Regions from separate parts of the Danio rerio genome. Here region 2 is linked to region 1. Evidence: chromatin contacts called from public Hi-C data. All regions are on one chromosome and are shown on one strand. The core of a region is the stretch at or near the end of the contact, and the rest is flanking DNA. Distances in the headings are between cores, read along the strand shown.

Evidence for each region. Hi-C and Micro-C count contacts between places; a contact is called where the count stands out from the background.
Region 2: a Hi-C map of hematopoietic stem cells shows a contact between it and region 1, with 3 times the contacts expected there. The contact joins the promoter of dyrk1ab here to the promoter of thyn1 in region 1. A contact is called at or near these places in 2 of 18 Hi-C or Micro-C datasets (hematopoietic stem cells and an unstated tissue).

Annotation. Positions count from the first base shown.
Region 1 is chr15:21,781,510-21,784,209 of GRCz12tu, reverse strand. It overlaps thyn1 (thymocyte nuclear protein 1), which reads left to right and starts at 1,378. Exons shown (of 7, transcript NM_200657.2): 1 at 1,378-1,427; 2 at 1,514-1,707; 3 at 1,895-1,963; 4 at 2,056-2,148; 5 at 2,218-2,313; 6 at 2,392-2,542. The coding sequence starts at 1,382.
Region 2 is chr15:22,338,474-22,341,173 of GRCz12tu, reverse strand. dyrk1ab (dual-specificity tyrosine-(Y)-phosphorylation regulated kinase 1A, b) reads right to left here and starts at 1,427. Exons shown (of 11, transcript NM_001347831.1): 1 at 741-1,427.

The sequences.
Region 1 (2,700 bases), core at 129-2,628:
CAGACTTGATTTGTAGTTCATCTTAAACAAGCCGGTATATGGCAAGCCGTTTTAACACTTTAACAAGCGCCCCTGGTTTATTTTACCTCAGTATTTTCAATAGAATTTCTGCGCTCACCTGCTGATTCTGACGGGGCTAGCAGTTACACAGTCTTTCATATCATTTTACGCTTAAACAACTAATGAATGTCTTAAGTCTATTTAACTGAATGTATTGTTACATTACACCAGATACTGTAAAAGGAACCTTATTAAATAAAAAAATAGTCACATTAACCAGAAGTTTATCATTGGCTGAAATACACTAGCTGTAAATAGAGCCCATTACATTTCAAATTCAGTAGTTTTATAACAGGAACTGAATCTCAACTAGTAAGAAAAGTAATTCTTAATAATTGTATTTTCACTAGTTAAAAGTCACTCCCATTTTACATATCAGAAATACAATTATAAAGTTTTTTTTATTGTTAATCTAGTTCAAATGTCTGTTCTTAAAATCTACTATTGACATGATTTTAGTAGCAGTGTAAATAAGTGATATCAATAATTGATACTAGTTTAAAAGTAGATGGCTGATATCTGTAAATATTTTTCAACATAGCCTATTAGATACACAATAGCAAAAATGAACACAATGAAATTAATTTTTTTTATCAAAAATAAAAAGAAATGACTAGCTTTTCAATGGTTGATTGAATGGCTAAAATTTAATTAATGTTATCAACAATTTAATTATCAACAACTGAATTTAAGTTATTAACAATTATTTTGATATAAACAATTACAATTTTGACATCAGCAATTACATTTGGACAAGAAAAAAAAATTGGTTGATCAATATTAATTTTGAATGACTTTTAAGTTGTGAAAATACAATTGAAATTGTTGTCATACAAATAACACAGTTCTAATGCAAATACCTTGTGGTTAGTTTAACTAAGCGAGGTTATTTCATATGGGAAGCAGTACTACAAGAAGACACACTTCCTTATGGAAATAAAAGATCTTTCATTGTTTGGAAGGGATAAACTTGTTTATTTTTTTATTAGGAAGTACCATAAGAAATAAGTACTTGTATCAAGTTATTTTTAAAAAGCATGAAAATAGATAAGCTACTGTTGTTTCAGAAGCTAAAGGTTAAATCGGCTTGCCATAACAGGTGACCACGTGGGTCATCGAAAAAGTTTTTTAGTACATGAAGATATTACAAGTTGCAATCGATTTCAACAGAGGTCTTTTAATGTTCACATTGTGTATACCCCACATTCCGTGGATGAGATTAAAATAAAAGCGGACTAAATCCAGTTCTGATTCTCCAGACCGCATGTCATCCTCCAGGGCGCTGTTTGATCACGAGTGCCGCACGGTCTGCTAGTGAAAAATGCCACCCAGGAAAACACGAAGCAGCGCCAAATCTAATAAACACTGTAAGTAATCTGCATAATGTAAAGGCTGCATCGTTTTATATGTCTACTGAAGAAAAGTTTCGTTAAATAATGGTTTGTTATTTTAGCTGATGCAGACGCCCACCTCAATGAGGGGTCTGATGATGTTGCACAACGCAAAACTGGCAAAAGAAAAAGGTCAGCAGCTGTAAAAGGTGATGTGGAGAATAAGAACGACGATGACGCCTGCAAACCATCTTACAGCCGCTGGCTGATGAAGTCTGAACCTGAGAGCCGGATTGAAAATGGAGTGGATGTGAAGGTATTTTAAAGTATTTAACTGTTTAATTTTATCTGCATGAAAGAGTCTAGCAATACTATATTATAGAGAACTACATAATAAATATATTGAATAGAAAACACAAGAAAAACATCCTTTAGTACACACTAAAAAATCAGTCTTGAAATAAAGTGTATAACAAAACATGATCTCATGTCTCCAAATGCAGTTTGGAATTGAAGACCTCAAAGCTCTTCCCAATCAGACGGGATGCTGGGATGGAGTGAGGAATTATCAGGTGAACTTTGACTGATACTATATTAATCAAAATATTTTTTCACATTTTCACGTAATTAAAGCTTTTATTAAGTTGAAAAATCTTCCCCTCAGGCCCGAAATTTCATGAGAGAAATGAAAGTAGGCCAGCAGGCCTTCTTTTACCACAGTAACTGCAAAGAGCCAGGCATCGCTGGCCTCATGAAGGTGAGGAGTCAATATACTGAGCGCTTAAGAAGCAGATAATAAGAATCATGTTATGAATCATTTTCACAGATTGTTAAAGAGGCTTATGTGGACCATACACAGTTTGACAAGAAAGATGTACATTATGACCCCTCTAGCAAAGCAGATAACCCTAAATGGCATATGGTATGAGTTTACACACATTAATAGAGGTATTATTTGCATTTTGGGAATCAGAAGTGACCAGAGATGAACTGTGTACAGGTGGATGTTCAGTTTGAACGGATGGTCAAGCGCTTTATTCCTCTCGCTGAGCTGAAGAAATATCACCTGGAACACAGAGTGAAGGGCGGCCCACTCAAAGACATGTCCCTTTTCACCAGAGCCAGACTGTCTGTTCAGCCCCTCACTGCAGGTTATTCACATCAATACACATTTGAGGATTATGTATGTCTGTGTGTGTATAATTGTAAAAATAAACCAAGAAATATAGTTTTATTTTTGTATGAAATATTTATACATGTTTAAATTGATCATTTATTATCAGAATATTTATTAAAGACATATGAATTA
Region 2 (2,700 bases), core at 178-2,677, 560 kb before region 1:
ACTTGATGTAAAGCGAGCAAAGTAGCCAGAGTTAAACGGAGTGATAGAGACAGGTAAAGCGGACCTTACCTCTCTAGCTGAACTAGCCATTCATCGGGCTCGATCGGACTCGTTTAACGTCACGCAAAAGTCTAAACTCGTAACGTACTACATGACTGAGCAATGTTTGCTGGATAACTATGGTTAGGCATCACATCGCTGGCTAATGTCAGCCCCCCCTCCCCCGACAGGAAACCAGCCTGATGGCTAACTGACAACACGCTAGTCATGGGGCTTCATCATCATCGCCATCATCATCCTCATCACCAGCAGCGTTACCAACCAAACACTCCCATCAGACAGATGATGTGATCATAACGTTAAGTTACACTTCTCTAATCACCAGCTGGCCGACTTTCTGATGGTGTATAAAATCACTAGGCTTAGCAAAACACACACGACGTTTGCTCTAACAAGCTGACCTAACGTTAGTGTTGCTACACACGGGTTGCGTTACCGGTTTGACCACTAACAGGCTAACGTTATCCTAAAACTTGTGCAAATGCTTAGGGGGAGTGTAAAAGCACGCGGAGGTGATCGGACGAGCTAACAATGATCGCTAACTAACAGAAGAAAGTTATTAATCGGCTAGCCGTTAGGCCGAATAATCCTAGCCTGTAGCTTCCACCATTCACAGTTTGTAAACAAATCCACAGAGGCTATATGATCCATTTAGACCTCCACAAATGTCAAAGACTCACCTTTAATGGTGTGATCTTCATTTAAAGTCCCAGATCCAGTAAGGTAAAGCGACTGATCCAGTTTCTCTACGCTGCTTCCAATAAGACACCCCTAATGTACTGAGCCAGACGGGGCTAAACGCCTTCCTATTTGAGCTGACAGGTACAACAGCGTCTTTCCAGTTCGTGTTTGCCCGTGTCAGACTTCATTTGTGCGTTGATCATGGTTTATAAGTGGTGAAGTGAAGGCTAGCGGCTAGTTAGCGCTCTGTCTCAGTGACTTGAACGAACGCAGCTAACCAGCTAGCGCTCGGAAACGCGCATTGAAGATTCTTCGCTCCTGGAGAGGCGGAGACGCGAATTAACGGGGTTCAAAGGCAAAATTAGTCGCGAAAAAACAACGGCGTGAGGATGCCGTAAAAAGAGCTGCGTAAAAATGTGAACAAAACCCGTTAAGATTTTCTGTCAGTTTTCACAAAATGGCGCGCGTTCCAAACCTGCGCAGCGGACCGGCCCGGCGGACCCGAGACACGGACTACTAGCCCACCAAATATACTCCAGACATTCCGATTCTTTGTCCCCGATGTGGTTTTTAGTCCGACCCGGTTGGCGAAGGCTTTTCGAAACTGTCACTGTTAGGAGCGCGTGACTGCATTATTCCGGCGGGAAGCGAAAACATTTGAAAGATTAAAAAAGCAACTGACAAAATGGCGACAGCCTGGCCTGTTGCTATGGCAACTGTCAATCAAGCAGCCTAGTACCCGGATGCTCAGATGACGATTCGTAGGAGGGGAGCAGTAAAGGTTGTGTCAGTCAAGTAGAACTGTCATACAGAACACAATAGTTTAATCATTTCGCTAAAAGATACACAGTTTGGCCTGCATTTAATTTTTTTTCTATTAATAGCTTGCACAAAGTTTTTGAAAATCAACTGCAAAATGTTTGAATCAACCCAAGCACACTAAAAATGTAACGTTATACAATTTGTTATCAGCAAATACCATAAAGGGACTTTAGTATATCAGTTATGCTTTAAAACATCAGAATTGATATTTGCAGTTTTTAAAGATGATTAAAAACCAAGTAGCCTATGTTTGGGTTGGACTATAGTTTGGCTAATGTGTTGATATTGAATAGAAATTTTGCCTTATTTGTGTACCAGTTTTAGTAGCTACAAATTAATATGGTTGTTAAAGCAAAACCATGGCCTAACCTCAAAACCTGTTTATTTATTCATTAATTGCTTGAATAGTTTATTTCAGCAAAACATGCATGTGATAAATTACTCAAAATTTTGTAACATTAATGTTTTAAAACACCAGTTTAACAGTTTTTACCTTTAAACTTTAAACTTTTTATTGTGCGTTCTGCTTGGCACAGAAAGGAAATTTGTCTGTAACACTGGATTTAAGACAACAATTCCATACATACAACCACCACCCAATAACAACACTCATCAAGACAACAACAGAAGTAAAAAATGTAAAAACCACCTTAGCCCCATACATATTTTCCGCAGGTTTAATGTTGTTGTTGTTGTTTCAAAAAGACCACTACTCAACAAACACGGTGGATTCCTTTATAATCCCACTATATAAAGTTTTGTATACCATTGTTTTTGGGAACCAAAAGTTCCTTCCCAAACCCCCAAAAAGGAATTAATTAAATAAATAAATAAATAATAGATCTAATTATACTCCCAAACACTAGAATATGGAAGTACCCTTTACTGTAGCTTCTGATCACACATAAAACATGTTGTTCAGCTTCACATCATATTTTCTAGTGCAAATGTTTACAAATTCTTAAATTATTTCAAAAGCAAAACTATGTTAGTTAAGAAGTTTTGTTTTCTGTGAAACCGATCTAAAAGAAACAAGTGCATTAAAGCAAAAACCTAAAGTCATAGGAACTGTGGTACGTAGTTTGTTCCTCCTGGGCTGAAATATCCATTTCCTTCTGCTAACAGTTTGTTGGCTAA